3 separate regions of the Pan troglodytes genome follow, and all the other regions are linked to region 3. The links are chromatin contacts, called in public Hi-C maps. All regions are on one chromosome and are shown on one strand. Each heading gives the region's core, a stretch centred on a gene start, on an enhancer-like site or on the middle of the called end of the contact. The rest is flanking DNA. Distances are from core to core; before and after follow the strand shown. Region 1 overlaps TSPAN11 (tetraspanin 11). Region 2 has its middle 64 kb from the start of TSPAN11. Region 3 has its middle 83 kb from the start of SINHCAF.

Region 1 (4,699 bases), core at 187-2,686, 270 kb after region 3:
ATTTTTAGTAGAGACGGGGTTTCACCATGTTGGCCAGAATGGTCTTGATCTCTTAAGTTCATGATCCACCTGCCTCGGCCTCCCAAAGTGCTGGGATTACAGGCCTGGGGTAGTTTTAAAGCTTGTCAGGTGATCCCAATGTGCAGCCAAGGTTGAGGACCACTGCCCCGGGGCTCTGCGGAGGTCTGGTCCCACCTGGAGGGTGGCCTGAGCTGGCACCTCCCACACCCTGACTCTCTCCATGATTTCTACCAGTGCAGTTCCAGGCCACATCTTTGTGGGCAGCACCCTATCATGTAACTCAGGCAGATGCCCTCTCTCTGTTATAGGCTTAAGTGCAAAACAAAACAAAGCTCAAGTGCAAGGACTTTAATTCTATTAAAGGTTTTACCCTTCGTTTCAGCACATCTTCATATCCAACGAGCTCTTTTTTCAATGATGGCTTTATCATACAACAGACCAGAAATGCTAGGTAAATAGTTGAGCATGCTTCCTGGGTCTTCGTTGAGATCACCAAGAAAAATGAAGAGACAGGTCTGAGGCTGAAGGCCACGGCCCGCTCCTGGAGACTTTTTGCCAAGCTGATGTGAACTCTCATCTCTCATCTCTCTCTCACAGCGTGGCCATCCAGCCTGCCCTGATTTCTCCTGAGCATACAAGTGCCTGGTCCACACGTCCACAAGGTAACAAGGAATGCATTGCCAAATACCTGGCTGAAATCAAGGTGTGCTCCCTTCATTAAATATTCTGCTTAGTTTTCAGTGTTCACAAACCATCTACTTTAACACTCCAGGTGTTGCAGGACATCAGTCTCAAGGTCACTGGTTCCTGCGATGGGAACCTTACTGAAAAATCATAGAACACTAGATCCAGAAGGTTCCATAGAAATGGGCTAGACCCACAGCTTTCAAGCTGTATTGGAAACCCTTAGTGTAGCTCAGGGCCACCAAGGGCAGTGAGGGGAGGCCGTCATGCTAGGCTTGTCCCTGCCTGAAACAGCTCCACCTCCTATGGTTTATATACTGGGCTCCTACGTGATATTTCCATTGAAAAGAGGATGCTGCTACTTAAAAAAGGCTCACAAATATCCAATCTGTCCATTTTACAGGTAAGGACACTAAGGGCTCAGAGAGGGAATGAGATTTCCCTGAGGTCACACAGCAAGAGGTGGGGCTATGTTTAGAAATCAGGCCCTGTAACTCCCAAGCAAGATTTCTTGCAGTAGCTGGGGGCTGGGGAACATTATGACACCATGTTGGACTGATATTTCCTGAGCCTTGGGGGTCTTGGAAGTGCCAGGCTGGGTATGTAGGGGAGATAAATGCCTGGTGTCTGCTCTCTAGGAGGTAAACTATGACCCTGGGGAAGAGACTGGTATGAGCCCTTTCTCAAAGCTTAGGACCCACCTGGGACTTGAGCAGTGCAGTGCCCAGCGTCAGCTGGCAGAGGGAGCCCTAACCCGAGGCTTGGCCGCTCCTGGGCTGGCTCAGTGGGCCACAGCAGAGAAAACTGGGCAAGAGGTTGAGAGCCACCGAAAGCCATTCCATAGCAACGGCGAAGGAACAGACTGCGTGGTGGGGGTTGTGAGTGGGCAGGAGGAGTGGCAGGCCTGCAGGTCCACTGCTCAACAACCTGACCTCTTCAATATCAGACTTATGCAGCTGTGTGGTTTACCTTGACCGTCGGCTCTGGGCATCCGCAGTCCTGCTCCCTGCCCTCAGCCTCACTGCCCTCGTCTGCAGCTTCTACAGGCTCTCAAGGCCAGAGAGGTGAAGAAGAAATGGACAGAGCAGGCCCCCTCAACACCTGGAGTAACAGGTTTCTGGAAAGTTCAACTGCTCTGTGCTGCTGAGCATACCTTCTCCTGTTCCCACTGACTACTCCCCTGGGGTTCAGCACACAGGACAGAAGGCCTGCCCTGGGGAAGTGCAATAGAGGGGCAATGCTCATGCCACCTGGGCTCCCTGGCCCTGCAGCTGAGTGAGAATGATGGGGAGCAGGCTGGTCTGGCCAAGCTTTTTTTTGAGAGACAACGTACTAATGCAGAAATCATAAAAATGATGGGTATCATTTATTGAACACCTGCTATCTGCTCAGCCATGAGCCAAGTGACTTACATGGATATTGCTAATTCCCACCACCAGGCAAGCAGATAAGGTATAACTAGCCCCATTTTACAAATGAGTAACTGAGGCTCAGAGATGAAAGAACTGGCCCTAGGTCAGTCACACAGCTGTAGGTGGCAGAACCAAGATGGGTGTCCCTCCAGAGGCGACAGACCCTCCTCCCAGTGTGTTAGGCTGCAGCTAGACCTTCCAGGCCCACAGATGATGTGGGTAGGTGGCACCATGGTTTCCAAGGACCCTGCACTGGAAGTCTCTCCAAGCCAGCCAAGGCCACTGTCCCCTGCTTCTCTTTCCCACAGATCTCTGTGTCATGGTAGGGAGTTCGGGAAAGCAAAGAACCAAAGCCAGGAGACCTGGGTGCTGGTTCAGGGTGTGAGGCCCTGGGTAAGTCACCTCTCTGGGTCTCAACTTTCTGATCTGTAAAATGTGGAGAACAGCTGGGTGCCATGGCTCATGCCTGTAATTCCAGCACTTTGGGAGACTGGGGTGGGCAGATCACCTGAGGTCAAGAGTTCGAGACCAGCCTGGACAACATGGTGAAACCTCAGCCTCTACTAAAAATACAAAACTAGGCGGCGTGGTGGTGGGCACCTGTAATCCCAGGTATTTGGGAGGCTGAGGCAGGAGAATTGCTTGAACCTGGGAGGCGGAGGTTGCAGTGAGCTGAGGTGGCACCACTGCACTCCAGCCTTGGCGACAGAGTGAGACTGTCGCAAAAAAAAAAAAAAAAAAAAGAAAAAAAAGCGAAGAACACTACTCCTTGTCTGGCCTGGGTCTCAGGTTGTTGTGTGGACCCAATGAGAGGAAGCATCAGAAATCCTCTGAAGTCTACAGAAAACTGGAGAAAGACAGCTTCCACTTCTGGAGGCCTTCCTATGTGCCAGGTACTTCGTAAGTGGGTTGCAAGCATTGCCTCATTCTTAGACCTTAAGAGCTGGGGAAATGGTCCACATTTTGCAGATGAAGAAGTCAATGGACAGGGAAGTTAGGTAGCTCAAGGTTACCTAGGAGCAAAGCCAGGACTGGACCCGGGCCTTCTGGGGCCAAAGCCTCTGCTCCTCCCCTTCTCTAGATGGTGCTTAGCCCTGGAGTGGGAAGGGCTTCGCAGGACAGCAAGACTCCTAGAAGGACAGCCCACACTCAGCTCCTGCTGAGCGGAAGCAGGCGTGTTCGTGAGCTGGGGACTGCAGGGGCCCTTGCCGCTGAGGAGGCCTTCCTGGCTCCCCTCCTTCGGACCCTTGACTAGAGTAACCTGAGAGAGTCACCCTGACTTCCTGGGTGGCAGCCAGGGGAGAGGGTACAGGGAGAAATGGGAGCTAAAGGCATTGCTCATCCTCAGGGAGACAGCTGGATGAGGGCGCGCACACACACACACACACACACACACACACACACACACACAGTCACTGCCCTGGACACCAAAATCCATGGATGCTCAATTCCTGATATAAAATGGTGCAATATTTGCATATAACCTATGCACATTCTCCCCTATATAATACCTTAACTCATCTCTAGACTACTTATACTACCTCATACAGTGTAAATGCTACGTAAACAGTCGGTATATCGCATTACCCAGGGAATGATGGCAAGGTTGTTCAGTACAGATGCAATCATCCATTTTTTGGAATATTTTTCATCTACAGTTGGTGGAACTCACGGATGCAGAACCCACAGACATGGAGGACTGACTATACACACACACAAACACACATGCACACACAAAGGAATGAATGCAGATACGTGCACACTCACACACACATGCACAAGCACCCCTAAACACCTATACGTGCATACAACCCCAACCACATGGACCCAGAAGCATGCAGACACACGTGCCACAGATGGCTTGCACGCTCACCTCCACGTGCACACACATGGGGTGCATGCACATACCTGAGCCCACACTCACACTCCGCCCAGGTCCCTGTTCCTGACAAGTTCATGTTGTCCCCAGCTATTTTCCTTCATGTTCTCTGGGGGAGAGACTGACCGTGGGATTCAGCCTTGGTTGCAGAGGGAAGGGGAGAGAAGAAGAGAGCAGGGTAGGGTGCGGGTGTGCAAAGGGTCAGTTATTTCAGCCCAGGTGGTTACTGAAGACCTGTGTCAATGGGAGAGGGGTTCAGAGCCCTTCCACCCCCGCAGTCCCCGCACTGCAACTCACCTGCAGGCAGGCCACCCCGATGCCCACCGCCCCCATAAGCAGCAGGTGGTCGGCCAGGAACTGCTCCAGCTTGGTGAGGCAGCCTCCCTGTAAGAGAAGGGCAGGTGATGCGGCCATGGCCCAGGAGCAGGCATGGGTGGGGACGGAGGGCGGGCTGTCACTGCAGCAGAGGCCGAGGACAGGCCAGAGGACTCACAGGCTGGACCCAACCTTGAATTGCTCACAGGCTACTTGAGTGGCCCCAGGGGCATGCCATGGTGTCCTAGACTCTCCGGTATGAGCGAGCTGCTTGTCCCAGGGCTTTGTAGAGACTCTGGAAAGCCCCACTGTGGGCTTGTGGCCAAGGAGCACATGTGTCCTGCTTTTCCCACACCCACCTGCCTGACCCAGCCTTTCTGGGGCTCCT
Region 2 (4,863 bases), core at 899-3,398, 400 kb after region 3:
TCATTAGCATAAAACTCCTTTGTTAGCTCACCGTTACAGGGTTCATTCTCAACAATTGCTATTATAATTTACACTTTTCAATAGTCGCTAATTCAATGTTATAACTTACAATTACAACAACTATTGTTACCATTTAACTCAGAGGGGTTCACAAGAGAAACAAAGATGGGGTGACCCTCTGGGGCCCAACCTTAATCTGATGGTAACCAAAAAATAGTGCCTTCTACACTGGCTTTGCTGCTGGGTAAATTCACTCTCAGCCACCCATTTGCTCTACTGTGTGAAATTGTTGCCTTAATTTTAGAGCATTTATTGTTTTCAGTGGGAATTAGGGGCTTCAAACAGGGCCAGAAATGGAAAGGGTAGTCATGGCAGGAATATGAATTGGGCACCATGGTAGTGTGGAGAGAGCACTGGGTGTTTGGACCCCAGGACTCTAATCCTGACGGTAATGTTTAATTATGGGACCTGGAGCAGGTGGCCACTCCTCTGTGCCTCATCTTTCTGCATCTGGAAAACAAATACATTGGTCTTTATGTGGGGGTACCCACACAGACCACCAAGGTGCAAAATGAAGATATTAGACTTTATATGGATAATTATGCTATCTTAAAAAAAATCTATCTGGATAGTGACTGGTTCCCTACATCAGGCAGTCATGGCACATAGATGTTACTGAGGGAAGGAGGGGGTTCATTATGCAAAAGTGTGGACAATGGCCTCCTGACTACTTTGTTAGCTTTCATATTGCAATGTTTTGCAGTTTGCTCATGCTCCATTAAAATGTATTATCTGGTTTGAACTAAACTAACCCTCATGAAATGGATGAGTGACTTAAAGATTCCTGCAAAGAACCACCATGGCACACATTTACCTAAGTAACAAACCTGCACATCCTGCACATGTATCCCAGAAATTAAAATAAAGATTTCTGCAAAGAAATGGGTAGGTTGAAGAGAACAGTAATTATACAAAGACAAGAAAACAGCAAGCGAATGTCAGAATCAACCCTCCTGTGCCTGGAATAATCTCTGAATCAGTGTCACTATTAGCTAAAAACAATGAAGACCTAATTGGATCCAACAAGAAGTTGTCTTAAAACCCCCAAATTCTCTTTTTATTTTTAACTTTTTAATTAAATTAATTTTTTTTTGAGACTGAGTCTCACTCTGTAGTCCCAGCTGGAGTACAGTGGTGTGATCTCAGCTCACTGCAACCTCTGCCTCCCAGTTTCAAGAGATCCCCCTGCCTCAGCCTACTGAGTAGCTGGGATTACAGGCACCTTCCACCATGCCTGGCTAATTTTTTTTTTTTTTTTTGTATTTTTAGTAGAGATGGGGTTTTGCCATGTTGGCCAGGCTGGTCTCGAACTCCTGACCTCAGGTGATCCACCAGCCTCGGCCTCCCAAAGTGCTGGGATTACAGGAGTGAGCCTGGCCCCCAATTCTCTTAAGATATGGATTTCTTCCTCTTACTAACAATACACTTTGTTCAGTGTGCACATTGTGCCTTTGCCAGTTATCTTTTTCAGCTCTGACAACCATTAAAAGCAAGCCTGAATATAAATGAAACTTTCGAAAAAAAAAAAAGAAATTGAACTTTTGAATTGATGTATGAAAAGTCTGGTATTTGAGATATTTGAATTGATGTATCTCAAAGAATAATTCCAAGGTTTTTTAAAAAGGTGCAAATTCTACCACATTGCTCTCACTACAAATATGATTATGGATAATATTTTAATGAGAGCAGACATTTTTATGTAATTAATAACTAAAGGTGAATATGTTAAGAACTTTTTAGTTTTTATAGCATATTTTAAAAAGCATTTGTTTCATAGTGAATATATTAGTAAGTACATACATGTATTATATAGAAAGAAATAGCTCCTCCGCTGTCCGGCTGTGTGACCTTGGGCTAGTCTAGCAGGGTCCAGAGGACTCAGTGAAGATGACAGAATCTGTACCTCGTGGGCTGGGCAGGGGTTCCAGGGGCGCTGGAAAGCGGGGTACTGTGGAGCCCTGCGGGACGCTGTGCCCCACGGGGTCTGTCTGGGTGTGGAGGCAGCTGTCCAGCCAGCGGAGGTGGACCCGGCCCGGAGCTCAGACAAGCATGTCGGTTCCCTGAGAATCCCTTGGCTAAAGGCTGCCCTTCCCAAGGGCGCCCTCTCCCTGCAACCCAGTTAAGCCATATCCAGGGGTCCTGGTGCCTTGCGACCCCACAGGGCCTCAGGAGTCTGGCGGTTTCCCACACCTTTGCACTCATGCACCTCACGGGTGGGCGACAGGTAGATCAGACCCTCCTAGGGCTCCAGCGCTCCCGGCCCTGCGGGGTCAGAAATAGGGCCTGTGTCTGCACCCTCCTCCCTCCTGGACCTTGCAGACAGCAGCGAGCCCCAGGCGCAGTTCTGCCCTTATATCCGGGTCACGGGGATGCTGCCTGCAGCCCTGCCTCCTGGAGGGGCCCACTTACCACAGACAGAGGCAGGAAGGACATGTTTTCCCCTTTTTGGTTCCAGGGGTGATGTCAGGTCGAGAGGCGGCTGCTCTTGGCAGTGGGATGTATGACCTGCCGGCCTCCACTTGCACCCTTTACTGGACCCCACAACTGTTAGCCCTGGGCCCCCCTCACCCCTCCCCTGCAGCAGCCACAGCCTCCTGATTCTCTGACCCATTCTTCAAGACACAACCAGAAAGCCAATGTGATCAGATGAGACCTTCCCTTAAAGCCCTTCACAGACCACCTTATCACCCAAGTAAAGGCCCCCTGCCCCATCCAAAAAAAAGTATGTATATGTCTGTGTGTGTGTATATATGTATGTGTATATATGTATGTATATGTATATGTATATGTATGTATATGTATGCATACATATACATACACATGTATGTGTATGTGTACGTATATGTATATGTATGTATACATGTACATACATATATATACACACACATATATGAATAATGTGCTCTATACTTTTTATTGATTGAAATATCCAATCAAAGAAGGGTGACAACGTAGATTGGGTGGTTGTTGAGCAGTCTTTTGGTGGTGATAGTCTCCTTGGAATCTGTTTCAGAAACCAGGCACAGTTATAGGAGAAGCTTTTTGGAATATATTAAGATCAAACACTTAGTATTGATTTTTAAAAGATCAAGCATCATTTATTGAGACCAACAAATAACTTTCACCTTTTTACTACTGTGGAACATAAAAATATTAACGGAGGATTTTTTTTTCTATTTTAAATGTCCCTCACTGCTGAACTGCTCATAGATATTATGTTTTTAAGGGAGTAGTGGAATTAACCATTAAATGCAAATTTCCTACTTATATTTCCCAGAAAGTATATCATGGGAATAACAAATAATCTCCATTTTCTAAAATTATCCTCAAATTTATAATGCTATCAGGATGCAAGGTGAATTAAAGTACAATTGCATTTTTTTAAAGTTTTAAAAACTAAAACTGAATGTAGATAATTCCAAAATATTTTGAGAAGGCCTCCTCAGTGTTCCATGATTTTGACATGTGTGGTTATGTGGAGGCTCAGTGAACCCGCAGGGTAACACACTTCTATTTTTGGATGGAGGCATGCAGGGAGAAAGGATGAAAAGGACAACGCAGCTTTGATAGGAAGCCTGCTTTTGGGGAAGGGATGGTCCACTCGGGCTTCCTGGAGGGTGGGAGTTCTTCCTGTCCAACATTGCCCCTCGTTTTCCCAGAGGAGCTTAAAACCCCAGTGAAAAAGCCACAGTTCCTGGAAAGTGTTATGGATCTGATAGCATTACATTTTATAAGCAGTTAATACCCAAATTCACCATGTCCAAAAATGAGTTCCTTAATGACCAAGCCCCCTATCCACCACTAAACCAGCTTTGTCTCTCTATCAAAGTAAATGGCCCTGATATGGCTCCAATGACTGGAGGAACATCAGGTCCTTGGTCTCATGCTGATTTAGATAAAATGACATGGACACATGCGGAGTGGTTTAAGGAGCGGATAATTTAATAGGCAAGAAAGAAGAAAGAAGAAAGAAAGAAGAAAACAGCTCCCCTGTACAGAGACAGAGGGAGGGCAGAAAAGTGGTCGGTTACATGGGAGGCTGGAGGAGGCAGTATCTGATTTGCATAGAGCTGTAGGGTCCAGCCCTACTGGGTCTGTGGGTTTTTCTCCTGGTGTGCGGAGATGAGAGGTCGTAGAAATAAAGACACAAGACAAAGAGATAGAAGAAAAGACAGCTGGGCCCGGCGGACCACTACCACCTAGATGTGGAGACTGGCAGTGGCCCCGAATGCCTGGTGGCGCTGTTATTTATTGTGTACAAGGCAAAGGGGCAGGGTAAGGAGTGTGAGTCATCTCCAGTGATTGATAAGGTCATGTGAGTCACGTGTCCACCGGACAGGGGGCCTTTCCCTTTTAGGTAGCCGAGGCGGAGAGAGAGAGGATAGCTTACGTCATTATTTCTTCTATGCTCTTCTCAGAAAGATCAAAGACTTTAATACTTTCACTAATTCTGCTATTGCTATCTAGAAGGCGGAGCCAGGTGTACAGAGCAGAACATGAAAGTGAAACAGGAGCGTGACCTCTGAAGCACAGCATCACAGTGAGACGTTTAGGTCTCCGGATGGCTGCGGGCGGGCTTGACTGATGTCAGGCCTTCCACAAGAGGTGGTGGAGCAGAGTCTTCTCTAACTCCACCGGGGAAAGGGAGACTCTCTTTCCCGATCTGCTAAGTAACGGGTGCCTTCCCGGGCACTGGCGCTACAGCTAGACCAAGGTCTGCTAAGTAACGGGTGCCTTCCCAGGCACTAGTGTTACCACTAGACCAAGGAGCCCTCTAGTGGCCCTGTCTGGGTGTGACAGAGG
Region 3 (4,650 bases), core at 1,180-3,679:
GGGAGGGAGGTGGGGGGGTCAGCCCCCCGCCCAGCCAGCCGCCCTGTCCGGGAGGTGAGGGGCGCCTCTGCCCGGCCGCCCCTACCAGGAAGTGAGGAGCCCCTCTGCCCGGCCAGCCGTCCCCTCCGGGAGGGAGGTGGGGGGGTCAGCCCCCCGCCGGGCCAGCCGCCCCGTCGGGGAAGTGAGGGGCGCCTCTGCCCGGCCGCCCCTACTGGGAAGTGAGGAGCCCCTCTGCCCGGCCAGCCGCCCTGTCCGGGAGGGAGGTGGGGGGTCAGCCCCCCGCCCGGCCAGCCGCCCCGTCCGGGAGGGAGGTGGGGGGGGTCAGCCCCCCGCCCGGCCAGCCGCCCCGTCCGGGAGGTGAGGGGCGCTTCTGCCCGGCCGCCCCTACTGGGAAGTGAGGAGCTCCTCTGCCCGGCCACCACCCCATCTGGGAGGTGTACTCAACAGCTCATTGAGAACGGGCCATGAAGACAATGGCGGTTTTGTGGAATAGAAAGGGGGGAAAGGTGGGGAAAAGATTGAGAAATCGGATGGTTGCTGTGTCTGTGTAGAAAGAGGTAGACATGGGAGACTTTTCATTTTGTTCTGTACTAAGAAAAATTCTTCTGCCTTGGGATCCTGTTGATCTGTGACCTTACCCCCAACCCTGTGCTCTTTGAAACATGTGCTGTATCCACTCAGGGTTGAATGGATTAAGGGCGGTGCAAGATGTGCTTTGTTAAACAGATGCTTGAAGGCAGCATGTTCGTTAAGAGTCATCACCACTCCTTAATCTCAAGTACCCAGGGACACAAACACTGCGGAAGGCCGCAGGGTCCTCTGCCTAGGAAAACCAGAGAACTTTGTTCACTTGTTTATCTGCTGACCTTCCCTCCACTATTGTCCTGTGACCCTGCCAAATCCCCCTCTGCGAGAAACACCCAAGAATGATCAATTAAAAAAAAAACAAAAAAAATAGTTTTAAAATTTTATTTAGGGGGAATAATGGTGGTTTTTGGTTATACAATGGCAGTGGCTACTGAGGAGCATCCTGAGACCTGAGGGTCAGTGTTGTTATTTGGGATGCCTCACTATTAGGGTTGCTGTTACAGTTGGTGATAATTATGTGATTAATTGATTATGATGAGGTGGGAATTGTAACTGATTTTAAAAATATGGAAAACTGGGTGACTTTTGAGGTTGGGGAAATAGAATTACTTCGTGAGGATTCTATGGATGTAGCTGCCTTGTGCAGTTATGGGTGTTGGTGGGTGGTGGTTGCTGGTTGATCTCTGTTAGGATCTTTATTGTGATTGAGATTATGTGACGGAATAGGGTTAGATAATTAAGAATAGAGTTAGGAGAGATGGGATAAGGAAGGAGAAAAAGTAGAGCATAATTAGATCTTTCTGGTTAGATACAATGGTGGAGGCTATCATTTGAACCTGGGCAGTATTTTTTGATGTTGATTTTTCTAATCAAATCAGGTCTAGTAGAAGAGAGGTTAGGTTTTGTCTTGCATGGAAATTTGAGTGTGGTGTTGTGTGGTGTATTGTGATTGGGTAAAATCCTAATATATTGGAGAAATTAAATATTTGTGATGGGTGCTTGAGTTTGAGATTGTTAGTTACAAGGTTAAGTTCTATTGCTAGTGAGAAGCCTAAAATAGTTACGCTGAGGGTTGTGAGTTTTAGGTGAAGGAGCATAGTCATTTGGGGAACTGATATTGGAATAATATTGTTGGAGATTAAAAATCCAGCAAAAATACTACCAATTGTTAGGCATTTGATTGAATTGATTAGGAAGGGGTTGTTTTTGTTGATGACAATTACAGCCGTGAAGTGAGGTTGTCCTAACAGTGCAAAGAAAATAATTCAGGTGCTGTAGACAGCTGTTAGGGAGGAGGCAATGACAGTAATTAAAAGGGCCCAGACGTTGGTATGCGACATATTTGCGGTTTCGATAATAAGATCTTTGGAATGGAAGCCTGTGAAGAAAGGCATTCCTGTGAGTGCAAGGCTGCCGGTAATAAGTGGGGAAGAGGGCCTGCAGAAGTGATCCACTCCTCTCTGTTAGAGGCTAGAGCCTCCGGCTTATTTGAAGATCATGCGGAAGATCCTGTCTTGCAAGAAAACTCGTGCTCTGCTCAGGATTCAGCTCTACCTCCTCTCTTGGCCATCAGACCCGAAGCTAAGGGCAAGTTAGAACATAACCCAGCCACAGAAGTGCTGGGCCTGCTAAGAAAACAAAGAAACCTGCTAAGAAAAAAAAGTAGTTGTAGGCCTGGTCAATGTGAACCATCAGGAACTGGGGGAATATGTATGGGACTGGATCCTGAGGGTGCTGAACCAAAGGAAACAAAATACAAATTGGAAAAGGGAGAACTTTCTTTTACGGTACGGAATTTACACCCTGACGAGGACCCCAGGAGATGGCGCCAACATACTACTACATTACAACATCTAAGAGGTTGCCTCTTAGAGGCCTGGAAAAGTATTGACCCACGTTAAGTGAGGTAGAATTGGAAGAACTGCCACAGCAAATGGTGAAGGAAGGAATCAGAATGTCCAGAGCAGTGGGCATGCCAAACTGGTTAGACTATAGAGGCCAGAAAACCCAGCCCCCACAGTGTTCCCTAGGAGGGCCCAGAGCATACTCTGTTTACCGGCGTGCGAAGGCATGGCCTGGTGAGGAGGGCACCAGCATCACAGAGAAGCCCTGGAGTTGCCGCCCAGCATTCCAAAGGGCAGGCTGATGGCAGGAGATGCTGTTACAGCGCTGGGCTTGCTGCCAGCAATGGGGATGATAGGGTCCCGAAATAACAGAGGCCGGGGGGCAGAGCCCAATGCTGCAAGCCAGGTAGGCACAACTGAGAGTGTGTTGGCTGTGAACACTAATGACAGGATATCTGGGTCAGAAAAGGCTTTCACTCCACTCCAGAATCATACCACATTGCCTCAGTGAAGCTTAAAAGTCCCCTGGGTGAGATCTCTATTTTTATTTTAAATTTTAGTTGCTGATTCTGGTTTTCTGGTATTATGATTTTTTCTCAAACAGACATCTTAACAGCAGGCCTTTTAAAACCTGGATTCTAAGCCCCGGTGCCCGATGTCATCTATTGCATGGAATTGATCAACTTCACCCTCCATGCATCTAGATCAGTGCCATCCTTCTGGATTCTAGATTTGCTTTTTTTTTTTTTTTTTTTTTTGAGACAGGGTCTTGTTCTGTCACCCAGGTTGGAGTGCAGTGGCACAATCTCATCTCACTGCAGCCTCCGCCTCCTGGGTTCAAGGGATTCTCTTGCTTCAGCCTCCCGGGTAGCTGGGATTACAGGCGCCTACCACCACACCTGGCTAATTTTTATATTTTTAGTAGAGACAGGGTTTTGCCATGTTGGCCAGGCTGGTTTCAAACTCCTGGCCTCAAGCGATCTGCCCACCTCAGCCTCCCAAAGTGATGGGATTACAAATGCAAGCCACTGTGCCCGGCCAATTTGCCATTCTTATGGGAATTAAGAAATAATCACTCGAATTATGTCATGTACTCTGGGTCAGATGAGGAATAAGGAACCCTGTTCAGATGAGGAAGCCCAGTTGAGAATAGTTGCAAGCTACCTATATCCTTAACCTTTCAAACAATGTTTCCTTTGCTTTCTTTCCTCTGAAGACTCAGTTCCCCTTCAATCTCAGGTTTAGTTTTTGTTGTGGTTGCCATTCTCATTTACCTTTGGTTTCTCAAGCTTTAAATTGCGCTGTTGTCCTTTCCATAGCTTTCATCTCTCTGTTCTCTCACCCTTTGGCAAAAATCCTTCCTCCCTTTAGGATCACAGGAACTCCCTTGAATTGTCTTCTGTTTATGAAACCTTCTTTTTTAGTTTTTTCGAGTCTCGGATATGTATTAATTAGTGTAATCTCCAAAATAATACATCAAGATGATTTCATGTATTTTAGAGGAGAAATGTTTCCTGGTTAAGTGGGAAATTGTGCGGATGGCTCCTGGAAGAGCTTCATTCTAAGCAGCTTTAGAGTGAAACATTTCATTTAGAAATCTGGGCCTTCTTGCTTCAGTTTGCTGTAATCCATATTCACCGAGTTGAACTTGTACTGATCATTGGCACCCAGTTTGTCTCAGGGTTTTTGGGTTATTCTTTCTGCCCCTACTAACATCTGATCGAACAGTGCCAGATGCAAGACATACAGTGCTGCTCCAGGACCTCCAGCTCCAATAAATATTAAGAGGAGGATCAAGCTTGGAAGCTTCTTGGCCTGGCCGAGGATCTGGTGGAGGATGTTTGCAGCAGAGGTCTGATTGGAAAGGAGAAATGCTATGAAGACTTCTTAAGAGATGCCTCCCCTGAAGGCTGTATCTTGACTGAGCCCCTTCCCATTCTCCTTCCTAGTTCTTTCTTTGCCTTCAGGGCACTGATTATTTTGTGACACTCATATAAAGACATATACATAACCTAGTTAATTATGTATATATAAAATTTTATGTAATTATTTTTATGAGTAGTGGATATAAATCTCATTCCTCAGACTCAGGTATGCAAGAAGTATAACTTAAAGTTTTTATTTTAGGCCAGGTGCGGTGGCTTACACCTGTAATCCCAGCACTTTGGGAGGCTGAGGCGGGTGGATCACCTGAGGTCAGGAGTTCGAGACCAGCCTG

The links. A called contact is a pair of places that touch in the nucleus more often than the background predicts.
Region 1: a Hi-C map of induced pluripotent stem cells shows a contact between it and region 3, with 1.8 times the contacts expected there. The contact joins two enhancer-like sites. A contact is called at or near these places in 3 of 7 Hi-C or Micro-C datasets (induced pluripotent stem cells and stem cell-derived neural progenitor cells).
Region 2: a contact with region 3 is called in a Hi-C map of induced pluripotent stem cells, with 3 times the contacts expected there. The contact joins two enhancer-like sites. A contact is called at or near these places in 4 of 7 Hi-C or Micro-C datasets (induced pluripotent stem cells, lymphocytes and stem cell-derived neural progenitor cells).

Annotation. Positions count from the first base shown.
Region 1 is chr10:64,533,550-64,538,248 of NHGRI_mPanTro3-v2.0_pri, forward strand. TSPAN11 (tetraspanin 11) reads right to left here. Exons shown (of 8, transcript XM_016923700.4): 7 at 4,294-4,380. It overlaps LOC104001578 (a long non-coding RNA gene), which reads left to right. Exons shown (of 4, transcript XR_008538488.2): 3 at 1-683. Among named protein-coding and RNA genes, the nearest start is that of TSPAN11, 58 kb to the right of the region's middle. Within about 2 kb of position 1,437, at least 3 of the 24 cell types and tissues checked have an H3K27ac peak or open chromatin away from gene starts, as enhancers often do. A contact at or near this core is called in induced pluripotent stem cells, where this site is marked.
Region 2 is chr10:64,656,198-64,661,060 of NHGRI_mPanTro3-v2.0_pri, forward strand. No RefSeq gene overlaps it. Among named protein-coding and RNA genes, the nearest start is that of TSPAN11, 64 kb to the left of the region's middle. Within about 2 kb of position 2,149, at least 2 of the 24 cell types and tissues checked have an H3K27ac peak or open chromatin away from gene starts, as enhancers often do. A contact at or near this core is called in induced pluripotent stem cells, where this site is marked.
Region 3 is chr10:64,260,107-64,264,756 of NHGRI_mPanTro3-v2.0_pri, forward strand. No RefSeq gene overlaps it. Among named protein-coding and RNA genes, the nearest start is that of SINHCAF, 83 kb to the left of the region's middle. Within about 2 kb of position 2,430, at least 2 of the 24 cell types and tissues checked have an H3K27ac peak or open chromatin away from gene starts, as enhancers often do. A contact at or near this core is called in induced pluripotent stem cells, where this site is marked.